Regions from separate parts of the Anas platyrhynchos genome. Here regions 2 and 3 are each linked to region 1. A link is a contact called in public Hi-C data. All regions are on one chromosome and are shown on one strand. The core of a region is the stretch at or near the end of the contact, and the rest is flanking DNA. Distances in the headings are between cores, read along the strand shown.

What was found. A called contact is a pair of places that touch in the nucleus more often than the background predicts.
Region 2: a contact with region 1 is called in a Hi-C map of F5 follicle, with 2.1 times the contacts expected there. The contact joins the promoter of IRF2 here to the enhancer-like site in region 1. A contact is called at or near these places in 7 of 8 Hi-C or Micro-C datasets (F1 follicle, F5 follicle, liver and 3 more).
Region 3: a contact with region 1 is called in a Hi-C map of skeletal muscle, with 2.4 times the contacts expected there. The contact joins two enhancer-like sites. A contact is called at or near these places in 3 of 8 Hi-C or Micro-C datasets (liver, skeletal muscle and subcutaneous adipose tissue).

Annotation. Positions count from the first base shown.
Region 1 is chr4:23,712,841-23,716,887 of IASCAAS_PekinDuck_T2T, forward strand. No RefSeq gene overlaps it. Among named protein-coding and RNA genes, the nearest start is that of ENPP6, 12 kb to the right of the region's middle. Within about 2 kb of position 2,196, at least 4 of the 8 cell types and tissues checked have an H3K27ac peak or open chromatin away from gene starts, as enhancers often do. A contact at or near this core is called in F1 follicle and subcutaneous adipose tissue, where this site is marked.
Region 2 is chr4:23,655,104-23,659,150 of IASCAAS_PekinDuck_T2T, forward strand. It overlaps IRF2 (interferon regulatory factor 2), which reads left to right and starts at 1,714. Exons shown (of 9, transcript XM_038178887.2): 1 at 1,714-1,848.
Region 3 is chr4:23,766,153-23,770,199 of IASCAAS_PekinDuck_T2T, forward strand. It overlaps LOC119716753 (a long non-coding RNA gene), which reads left to right. Exons shown (of 3, transcript XR_011808986.1): 1 at 1-10; 2 at 243-2,994. Among named protein-coding and RNA genes, the nearest start is that of ENPP6, 41 kb to the left of the region's middle. Within about 2 kb of position 2,314, at least 2 of the 8 cell types and tissues checked have an H3K27ac peak or open chromatin away from gene starts, as enhancers often do. A contact at or near this core is called in subcutaneous adipose tissue, where this site is marked.

The sequences.
Region 1 (4,047 bases), core at 946-3,445:
GCTGACTGCATCCTGAAAGCTGGAGCAGCTGAGGATCTCTGCTGACAAACGGGAAGGCTGCCTAGCTGGCTGAGGGAAGGGCTGTGAAGTCTGCAGGCTTGTGCATCATCCTCCCAGGAAATACGCTTTGGGTATCAGGAGATGATAACAGATCATTCTGCTCAGGGTGTGAGGAAGATCCCTCCTGCACAATGGGAGATGTGGCTGGGCAGAAGGTCTGGGAGAATTATCTTTGTAGGATTGAAGGAAGATGTGTGATTTTTCCCAGTTTCCAGGAATTAATGGTGAATGGTAAGATCAGCTGGTTTGACTTCTGTGAACATTATATTATTAACATCTGGGAACGGCAAAATGCAACTGAAGATCCATCAAAACAGCGGCTTGCTAGGATCCAGGATTTCATAAGGGGCGTAGCTTCTCCTGGGACTCTGAGAACAAAATAAAGACCAGATGCAACCAGCCAGCACCCCAGCTGACTCCAGAGCAACTGAAAGGCCTGCTTGGGTATTTGGAGCCTTAGAAGTTGGAGATTGATTGCAGGGCACTTCTTGGCTGATGTTACAATTAGGAGACCCCAGAGTGCTGTAACTCTATTCAAATAAGTGATTGTGAGGCAAAGATCATAAATGGTGCAAAAGGCAGTGGGCCTAGGTCTGAGGGTTTGCATTAGTGGACTGTAGGATGCCCAAATCAAAAGGAGTGCAAGCCTTGGATTATGGGAAGGGGGGGGGGGGGAGGGAAGAAAGAAAAGAAAGGAAGAGAAGAGGATCTAAAAGCAGTAGGAATCCTATGTACTTCTTGTATGCTAAAAACCTAGGAAAGTTATGGTTTTAAGGGGCAAAAAGAATGCATTAATCTTGATTTTGTTTGACTAGGGAGGCCCTAGACTTCAGACACACAGTGCTCCTGCTTCTGTATCATAGTGGATATTGCACCCTGAACATTTTGTTCACTTTGGCATTGAACAGATGGCAAGAAACTGGAAGGGATTCAAACAGCAGTAGACGAGATGTAAGAGACACTGGAAGAACTGGCTTGAGAAACAAGCAAGCAAATGCAAAATTAGAGATGGGAAATGTGCTAGAGCTATTTGGAGAGCATAAAGCCACCGAGAGAGGGGAACTTCTTAGTTTAACAGAACAGACCATAATCAAAAGGAGAGCACCATGAGTAACCCAGTGCTTTGGCAAGCAAGTACGAGCTGATGGTGCTGCGCTGATGTAAGCTGCCTGTCCTTTCTCTTGCCCTTCTGCTACAACTGAGGCACAGCAGAGCAGGCAGCACAAGCTCCCTCAGAGAGCTTGGGGAGCTGGTAAGTGGCTCAGAGAAGCAGTGTGGCTCAAACAGCTTTGCCTTATGCCCCCAGGTGTTGGGCTGTGGGCAGGCAGAGCCATGCAGTGCTGGGGCTGGAGGCTGTGCCTGGTGAAGGTGGTGGTGCCACCTGCCCTCCCTGTGAATGGGGCCTGCTGAGCATCCTCCTGGCTCCCCTTTCTCACTTTCCAACACTCGTCTCCATTTCCAAAGCTGGCCAGCAGAAAGCTGCAGATGCCCACAGTGAACCCATCAAAAATATCTTCCTGCCTTATGTTGGAGCTCTTCTGTGGCATGTGGCTTCTTCACAGCTGGCGGTGTTCTGTGGGATGCCTGTGCCTGCAGCTGAGCAGAGGGGTGCTGGGTTCCTGGAGGGATGTTCACCCGCAAACCCATGTGCCCGCACCCTGGATGCCGCAGCAGCTCAGGCCAGCAGTGCTGCTTGCGGCCTCCCCTTTTGTGGCTGGGGCAACTGTTGTGTGATGAAGTGTGTTGGGATCTGGGCCAGGAGCAGGGCTGTGGAAAGGAAAAACAGAAAAATAACAACAGCAAACATGGCACGATGTCAAGCCGCTGACATTCAGGCAGCCCTCCCGCCTGGCGTCAAGGCTGCGCCCCTGCAACCGAGCCTCATCGCGGCCTGCCCCGAGTCGCCTCATGGAGCAGCCCATGAGCTGCTGCTTTCTTTCTCCCTCATGGCAAACAAGAACAAACTGTACCTACTGCTCATCCTGTTGTTCTTTGGGGAAGGGGTCCAGACAATGAAACACACAGCACCAAGCAGCCAAGCTGACAGAGCAGGCCACGTGCGGCGGGATGCCAGGCTGCAGCGCCTCGGGTATTGGTCTGAGCCAGAACAGCTTGCACCCGCTTTGGTGGAAATCCCCCTGCTGAAAGAGAGGGGTGTTATGAAATCTGCCTGCCCCACACACGTGGGAGCCAGGCAGGAGTAGTGGGATGTGGAGCCAGCCGCACACAGCAGCCACTGACCTCTGGCAGGCTGGGACCCCCGTCCCCAATTTCCAGGATCGCAAAGCCCTCGCCAGGCTGGCCTGCTGCACGGGGAGGATGAGGGGGTATTGAGGGAAGAAGGTTGTTTTCTAAACAAGGGAAGGGGAAATTGCCTCTGTTCCCAGGCAGGGTGGCAATAAGAGGAAATGCTGTTTTGTCCCAGCCGGTCTCTGTTGGCTTCGCAGGACTTTTGGTCACCACCAGCCTTGGTAACCGCTGCCTGTAGGCAAAACACTCCAAGGCAGGGATGCCGTGAGGAGAAACACTTTAACCCAGCTTTTAACTGAGTGCAAGCAGTGCTCTGCCCAGTCCTATCTCCCCACCATCAGTTTCACTTCACACTGAGGTGCCAAATCTGCATGGTTTAGCCCCAGGCAGCCCACAGCACATCAGCCCAGCCACGGCGCAGCTGTCTGCAGCAAGCCCCGTCCCTCACGGGTGGAGGTTGCCAGCACAGCAATTTGGCCGTGGGTTTGGCTGCAGCTGAGAGCTGAAGCACTCGTGTGTTTGGGCTGACATCTAGTGTCGGTGTGGATGAGCCCAGAGAAACCAGCCCTGCTTCTCCCGGCCTGCCAGTGATGAGGAAGATGGTTTGGTGCTTCTGCTGATTTGACTGCAGGTCTGACCCATAACCCACGAAAATCTCTTCTTCTATTAACTACTGAGGAAAATAATAACAATGGGTCGCTCAAAACGTTAGTGAACAAATGGCCTGGAAGTCACAAAACCAGCTCAAGTTGCTTTGCTATTTTGTTGTCACCTCCTCGTGAAGCATCACAAGGACTAGGGACTGGTCTTGAGCAGTAGAAGTCACTTACAGGGAGGAAGGTAGTTGACGCAGTACCACCTAATGGTAGGATATGATTTCAAGGCACTTTTCCCATCAAAATCATTTGGTATGGTCTTCAGTAAACCCTGTAGCCACTGCCTTGATTTGTTATTATTGGCTTGAGAGCCATATCTCATGTGGGCTAATCCTCCTTGACAGATCTTTCCACAAAAGCCAGCACACCAGCTCAAGTCAGTTCACCCTAATGTCTGTCTCACTCCCAAGATGGGTACTTCTGAGACCTACAGAGTTTTCGGAAGCCACTCGTGGACTCAGCCCCTCCATAGACCTGTGGATTGCGACAGGATGGGCAACGTGTCCTTGTAATGGGCACTTCCCAAAGAAGCAGGAACAGGATTTGGGTTTGGGAATACATGAAGCAACAGGAAAATATGTCGCTGCTGTCCCTACCCCCTGCAACTGGGAGGGAGACCCATGCAAGAGGATGCCTGGTGCTCTAGCCCCAGCTGGCAGTGTTTGCACAGGAGCAGGCTTTTGGGCACTCTGAAAGGGGCAGATGAGGTCATGGAGCAGATCTCTCAGTGATGCTGCAGGCACCCTGACACTACAGTTTGCAGCTCACAAGACTGCTGCTGCTGTTTAACCCTTAAATGCCCTGTCTTTCCTTTCAGGTTCCCCATCTAATAGGAGTCTTAGTCAACCAGGGAACTCACAGTTAAGCTCAGATGGCACAGGGCACTTTGTCCAACCAGAAGTATTTCCTCTGTACACACTTCAACTCTGGAAAGTACATGGAGACACTTTATATAACTGTGAACCATGTAAGGACAAAGTATTCCCTCATATTGTTCTGGCTGTGGTATATTTTACTTCATGCAGTGTCGGAGTATATACATGTCTACATTTATGGCTGCTGTTTATATTAAATACAGTCC
Region 2 (4,047 bases), core at 464-2,963, 58 kb before region 1:
TTGAGTCAGTCTGGGTCATTCTGTATTGTTAATTACCTTTGCTGTTCTCTGATTGTTTGCCGTTTCTGCCATGCCTGCTGGGGGGTGGAAGGGCTCCTGGTCTCATTCCATCCTAATGTTTCCCAGCTGCTCTGCAGCAGTTTTGGGTCACCAACCTGACCTGTCTCAGAGAGTTGGTACTACCATCTTAATCCTTCCATTTTCCTATGGAGACCTTAAGTCTTATAAAATATTTATTTTAGCTGCTAGAGCTAGCTGATCTGACTGCTTCTTTTGGAGCGTATAGCCCCCTTCCCTTCAGACACAGCCCAGCCTGACCCTCCTACACAAGTGTGTCTTGTTATTACAGCATCCCCCTGATCTCCTCTCCAAGCACACCCATTCTGTCGATGTGCTGATTTAAAGCTAGACACCCTGGGCCCCCTTCTCTCTCCTGAGTTTGCTTATATGGCTCTATCTTTTCTGACAGTTTTCCACCACTCTCTCTTTGGCTCTTGCCAACTTTCATCCTGTCCTTTACCCAAGGACACCGAATCCTTGTGATTTCCCTGCCAGGGGATGCACGCTCCCAAGTGCTCTTCAGTACCTGTCTACTTTCCATCTCTTTGGTCTAAAACTCCCCTGTGACCTTCCCAATTTGAAGGCCAGCCATGCAGTCCCATGAGGGCTTCATGGAAATCAGTCTGCCTGGGCTCTTTTCTCCTGGAAGTACCTGAAAGTGCCATGTGCCTCCAACCCTTCCTTACAGCTCCTTCTCATCCCTCCTGGGACCTGTCCCTTTCCCATTGGTGCTGACCTCCCCATCCTGCTGTATTTCTGCAGGAGACGCAGAAAAACCATCCTGCCTAGCACTCTAAACCTTGCTCCCTAAACCTCTCTCTTGCCCTTTCCTGTCACATATGTACAAGTGGTCCACGGCCTCCTGTGAGGCCCTGGTGGTTTTCAGGAGGTGGTGGATCCCTGACAGCCTAAATGCTGCTATGATTGCCTTCTCCTCGGTGTGAAGAGATCACACCCCGGCGAGAAGGGCTCATCACCTACAAGGGCAGGCACCTCAGGCTCCTGTGTGTGGCCAGGGCTGCGTGTCCTTGGGGCACCTATGTGCCCAGGGAACACCTCCATCTCCTTTTGCCACCCCACTGGAGCAGGGTGCGAGCAAACGGAGGTATCCTGGTGTGCATCCACACGCGTGTGCACCACTTGTTCACCTGGGTAAGTGTGCAGAGGACACGTGTAGGTATACGTGTATGAGGGAAATGTTTGCGTACTGTAATTCTGTGGGACCAGATCTCCTATCTCCCAGTGTCCCTAACCCACGGGGCCTTCCCTCCATCACTGGGGAGGCAGCCAGCGATGCCAGCCCCCTCCCCTGGGCCGCTGTGACACCCTGCAGCCCCTCAGCCTGCCCCCAGCCACCACCACCGGGGGCGGCTCTGCAAAGCTCCGGCCGCCCCCCGGGGGCCCGCTGCGGGGCTGTGGGAGCCGAGGGCCGCCCTTGCTGGCAGCGGGGCCGCGCCGGGCCCGGTGTCGGGGCCGTGCCGAGCTGTGGGGCCGAGCCCGGCCCCGGGCCCGGCGCTGAGCCCTGCCCCGAGCCCTGCCCCCGCCGCCTGCGCGGCCGCCCCGGCCCGGCCCGGCCCGGCGGGGAGGGAGGGAGGGAGGGAAGGAGGCGGGGGGATTTCCAAGCGCCGGCTGCTCGCCGCTTCCTCTCCTTGTTTTGCTTTCGATCTGGCCCTGCTCGGCGCCCGGGCGGAGGAGGAGGAGGAGGAGGAGGGAGGCACTTTTAGTTTTGCTCCCGCGATTATTCAGCGCCTGTTTGCATTTCCAGCCCGCGTCCCCTGGCAACCGGCGGTAACCTTGCGGGAGCCGCGCCGCGAAGGGACGGGGACGGCGACGGCGACGGGGCCGGGGCCGGGGCCGCTGCCCGCACAGCGCCGGTACCGCCGCGCTCCCGGATCGCTGCGGGGCTGGGGGGGCAGGGGGGCAGCGGGGCCGCTGCGGGGGGAAGAGGAGGAGGAAGGAGGAGGACGAAGGGGAGGGGGGGAGGCCGCGGCGGCAGGGCACGGGCCGCGCTGCCGTGGGGTGTGCGTGTGCTTATTTTATTTGGGGGGGTGCATTAAACCCAGGCACTTGTTGCGGGGCTCGGGGGCCGCGCTGCGGGCCCGCAGCGGGCGGGCGGGGGGCGCTGGCGCTGCCCCGGCCCCGGCCCCGGCCCCGGCCCCTCCCGGCGGGCCCGCGCGTTACACAAGCGGCGGCCGCGCCTCCGCCTCCCCCCGCCCCGCGCCGCGCCGGGCGGCGCCTCCGCCCCTGCGGCCTCCGGCAGCGCGCAGCCACCGGCACCCGGCCCGCGCTGGGCCCCGCCGCCACCACGGGCTCGGGGCGGCTCCGTCCCCGGCAGGGGGGTGGTGGTGGTGAAGGGGGGGGGGGTGGTGCGGGCTGAGCTGGGCAGAGGGGGGTGTCCGCAGCGCTGTGAGCCGCTCCGCAGGGCTCCTGTGTTTGCACTCATGGCTCCCGTGAGGCAGGCAGCCTGCTCCTGGTCATCGGGTGGCTGTCAGGTGCCGCTCAGCCTCCTGGAGGCAGGAGCAGCGTGGGCTGGGACCTCCCTTTCCCGAGATGAAGCACCCCGTCTGTATAGGTGCGCACCCCGCGCGGATTTGCATGGGATGCCCTTTGCAGGGTGCCCTTGTTAGCACCATGAAAAGGGAGCTGGATGTGGCAGCAGAAATTTACATTCTCCCTAATACGGAAATGGTGACATAATTGTACAACTAGCGCGATTGATCTGTGGGGCAGATGGTTGCTGTCTGAATCACAATCTTTCCGTGCCACTGGCCTCTTCTGAGGCTCCTCTGTCCCACGCTGGTGATGCCCCGCGGGGGAATTACCCCGAGTGCCCCCTGCACGCCTGGGCCCTTTCGGCTGTCAGAAACACGGCGTGGTTGGTGTGGGAGCACGGAGCCCTGCGAGGTGACAGTGCCTCACAGCACGGGCAGGTAACAAAACAGTCACGAAACAAAACAAAACGGGGATCCCAGCTGGCAGGCACGGCTGTCGGCCTCACGTTTGGCGTTCCTCCCCGCGTGGTGTCTCTATCAGAAGGTGGCAGGCCGGGCTCTTGGGAAGGGCTGCGCGTCACAGGCCATGCTGCGTGGGGAGAGGCAGATAACAGGCTTGAGAAGTAAAATAGAGCTGTTGGGGGGTACAGACCCAAACCTACATCGCGTGGAGGCCTCCAGCTCTGTGGTGGGACCAGGTGGCGTTGGAGGGAGGTGGAGTCTTAATGCACAGGAGAGAAAGTGATGCAGAAGAAAGGGGCTAAGATTCAAGAGGAAATATATTTGAAATAGAACAAGTCTACATTAAAAAGGGGACTTTATCTAAATAAATTTGCAGCCAGGCTATGTATGCCTTAAATTGAAGCATAAACTTATTTATATGTAATAAGTATAAAACAATATACGTTTTAAATTGAAGCTTTAAACCTATAGGAAAGACCTACAGGCGAAGAACATGGTTTGCTGGGACACATCCTATCTTGGAGAGGATCATCCCTATTTTAAAATATTATTAAAATTACATAAACGTTGCATACTAAATATTATATAATATAAATATTGCCTATTGTCTTAATAATGACCCCTACTGAAACATCTCCATGGTACAATACTCAGAGTACCAGAAACTTTGCAGGAGCTCAGAGAGTGTGGTGACAAACTACAGATGGCGTAAGGAGGACCGAGTAGCTGCCACGTGCATGGAGCGGGATGCTTTTTGTTAAAGCCCATAACTGTTTCAGGAAGTAACACAGGATCTCATGAACTGGTGCTCCAGGCCCAAATAGGAAGAGCATAGATGAAGGCTGTGTGACTGCCTGCCCAACCAAGGTGTTGACAGCGACTGTCAGACATCAAGGGAGATCAGAGAGGATGCAAAAGTAGGAAATACAAAGGTAATGGAAGGCTTCGGTTGCCCCCATGCCAATTGTCATGTTCCAACATGAAGCTTGCCCAGGTCCTAAGTTTTTAAGGTTTTTTCTGGGTGTAGATTGCC
Region 3 (4,047 bases), core at 1,064-3,563, 53 kb after region 1:
CAGCCTCCATGTAAGGCAAAGATTTTTAATTCTGTCCTCAGCTGAAGTCTTTCTTCTCCCACTCCTGCTCCCAACACATCAGAAAAACCTCCGCTGCTACTAAAGTACAGCCTCTCATTCCTTTCCTCACTTTGAGCTTTCCTCTTTGTCTTGGTGAAATCTCTGAGGCTTTAAGCCCTCTCCTCTGACTCCATCTCCTCCTGGGGGAGCGCATCCACCTTCCTCCTCCTCTCCAGCTGCAGAGACCACCGTCTGGAAGGCGCCTGGGCAGCAGCTGGTCCGTCCATGGAGACACCTGCCAGGGCTGCACCACTCTCTGCTTAATCCAGGGCACGAGGCAAGACTGGTAGAAGTCATGGGAACTCACACCCTACATGTAAGTACCGCCCAAAGGTCAGTTCCTTCTTTTTTTACAGAGTAAACCAACAAATCCAGAAGTCTTCTTTTGTAGCCTGGTGGCTGGTGGCAACCGGGCAGGCTCCTCCTCACCAACATCCCACATGCTTCAGTTTTAGAAAGGCAAACATATACTAAAATGCACTCGAATATATACTTATGCATAGGATTTATTGTCATTTCTAACAAATATTTCAAATTCTTCAACATAATCTTTCCTTCCAAATGAGAATTCCTTCTCCAAGAGACATCAGAGAGGTAATGTAGCTTTTACATGTGCAGTGATAAAATCAATCTAAAAATATGCAGTGATATTAAGAGAAAAATATATATATATTAAAATAAAATTGCACTCTAACATATGCTGTGTTCCACTTTGATATACACTGGGCATTTGACTATATAACAACATTTCCTTAAAAGTTCTAAAAATCAGCAATGTGCTCAACATACTTCCAGTCAATATTAAGTCTTTTATTAGCTTCTGGCTCAATGGAAGTCCACTCATCTACAGGCAAATGTTTTAAACATGGCAAAAGAGCTCTTTGAAACTATTTGTCATCCTGTAAGGCTTTACTTTGCTGCTGCTTCTTTTTTTTTTTTTTCTCATTTCTACCATCAAAAGTAAGAGGGGTTTTCATTTTATTTTAGAGCATTTCTCTGCAATCTGTGATTTGGTGAAAGCGTTATGTGCTGTACAGCATCGGAGCATGAGAAATAGTCACTCCACACCGGGTTATAGCTGATAATAAAACCATAAGAGGAGAGTGGGCTACCTTTAAGGAGGAACAATAAATATAGCAGCTACCTTAGGCGGTGAGGGCCCTTGAGGTTCTTCTTATGAGTGAATAATAAATCTCCAGGGTCCACTGGAGACTACTTACAAATAAAACTCCGCAGTCAGAGGAAAAATGACTTTCCTCAGAAGTCTGTGAGAAAGAGGAGACGGAAAGCTAGCGCTGCGTGTGCGGGGGAAGCCCCCCAGGGCCGAGCAAGGAGGAAGGCAAAGGAGAGGGGTGAGAACAAAATGTGCCTGGTTCGCTTTATAGGCTTGGGAGGGAATGTTGCCTGAAGTTAGGGCTGCAGACACTTGCTTTTACAAGGTTTTCGGGTGCTCCCTGTTTTTGAAAATTAAATTCTCTGAGTCAGTTTTTCTCACTTCAGGCGGTGACCTGAAGCCCAAAGCTCCCGGCTTGCTGCCTGCAGGGCGGTTCGAGCTGGCTCTTGCCCAAGCAGCCGCCTTTTGCTGGTGTCCCGTGGGGCTGCTGTCACACGGCCATTCCCCTCGGGGCAGCGGGGCACACCACACCGCCTGCTGTGTCACGTTTCCTACCAAGGAGCCGTGGAACAACGCCCTGAAATGTCCTACCACATGGGACAGTCATCGGCACCCCAGGACGAGGCAGGTGGCTTCTCCTGGCCTCCTCCCCCCGGTCCCTTTGTTTGGCTGGAGATTTTGTGTAGCCTGTGCGTGGGGCGCACAGACATAAAGGGCTGGGCTGGGCAAGGTTGTCCCCGTCTGTGCAGTGCCACCGTACGTGCAGCTGAAGTTGAGGACTCAACCAAAAGCTTCCTTTTTCAGGCAAACTGTCTCAGTGCGCCTTTAGCAGAAGAGGACTAGTTACATGGCCCTGCCTAGGTTAAATGTATACGTATAAATGTATATAAATGTTGCTGTTCCACTGAGGGCCATGCCTGAGATCAGGGTTACAGCTGGCCCGGCTGCATGCAAGCATCTGAAAACCATCATCCACTTGTGTCCAGCAGCAGCCGGCTGAGTCGTGGCAGCTGGCTGCTAAATAGGACTTTGCTGGCAAGAAAACTTTGGGACTGAGCCAGAGGCACGCAGGGAACTGGACACAGCAGAGGTGTTCCCCGCATGGCCTCCTCATGCTGGGGCTGGCCGGCTGGGGCCTGCTGTGCAGAGGAGGAGGAGAAGGAGGAGGAGGAGCAGGAGCTGGGCAATGCGCTGCAAGAAGCCGTGCAGTGGGAGCAGGAGTCTCACCGCAGAGGCAGGGCAGGGGCTGCCTTGCAGGCAGCATTCAGCTGCCAAGCGAGGAAGGCAAACGCCCTCCCCTGCTGTCCCCGTCCGGTCACTGCCCACAGCAGCGAGGCGCAGCCAGCTCCAAAGTTTGCACTCCTGTGTCTTCACGTCTGCAGCCTTGATGGCAACCCCTGGCAGCCTCTGCCCAGTGGTGCCCGTGTGCTGCTTGGTGCAGGTGGGGGAGGACCACTGCTCTGCAGCAAGGGCAGATTCCAGGTGCGTATGACATGGCTTGCGCTGAAATCCTTGCAATGCACAAGCCGCCCTGTAAAGTTAGCCGCTTAGACGCGTTTTTCCCCAAAACCCAGCTAAAAGGACCCAGAAAGATGTTCAAGGATGGGGCATCCCAAGTGCTACACTCGGTCTAGGGAGGCCAGCGGCCCCAGCCCCTGCCACAGGCTGCTCCCAATAGTCGCCCTGCAGGCTCGGCTCCTCTGCTCGGTTTCTGCGCTCCCGGTGCTCCTGGCTCCATCCCAGCAGGACCCAGCCCACGTGTGCCAGGCCTGTGGACAGGAAGGCTGCTGTCACCATGTGACTGCGATGGTGCCCAGAGGGTAAGAAACATTTCTGCTCACTCATTTCCAAATAACTGGCAGCACAGGGTTAGGTTTTCCGTGCTCATCAGGACAAGAAACGAGAAAAAAATAAATACATAAAAAAATGTACTTGGGATTTCCTGTTCCCAATCCTCATTTATCACTGTGACATTATCCTGTGACAGCGGGGCTAAAAATACTTGGTTAAAGACAAGGACCTGAAGGCGCAGGAGGAGGCTGCTCACAAACACAAGCTCAGCCATCACCACAAAGCCACTGGGGGCTGTGCAGGTCCCCGCATCTTTGAACCCGCTGCAAACCCCTTCACCCTTCACCCACCGGTGGTGGTGAGCAGGAGTGTTATTTTTTGTAGTTTTTGTAATTGTTTTCCAAAGCATTTAGCTGGGACCTCTCCTGGCACCCTGAGGAAGACACATGTGACCTGTTGGTTTAGCATCGGTGCAGGTTTGGGGTCTTCGAGCCCTCAAAACACAGAGATGTTGGGTTAAAGAAGGAGCAGCAGTCAAAAGGAGGGAGAGAACAGGAGGGATGAAAAGTGGGGGCAGGTTTTGATGCCTTTTCTGAAAACCACCAAGCTGGAACAGCACGGTTTGAAGGGAAGTGCTGACAGCAGCTCCTGTGCTGAGCACCTCTTCTTCGGGGTCATTCAAATGAGTGGGGAGAGTGAAAAAGAGAAAGGAATGGGACAGTGAGGAAAAGACCCCACAGGATTAGGATGACATTTTAAGCAGGGAAGGTGAGAAAAGGGGCAGAGGACGTTTCCTGTCAAGCAATGAATGGGGAAAACAAAACAACCTGAAGGGGGGAAATGCCAAGAAGGAGCAGAAGAGGTGGGGATGCTGACAGAGCAGGACACCACAGGAAATACACTGGTAGGAAAAAACAGACCCTAAGCTGTCAGCGGAGAGGCTGATGGAAAAGAGCAGTCCTGGAGAGGAGAGCCTTCACAAATACCTCACAAGGTATTTGTAGATGAGGAGGGATGGAAATCTGCTGCTCTGAGGCCAGTGCTCCCGGCAGAAAGGCACAATCCAACAGAAAGATAAAAGG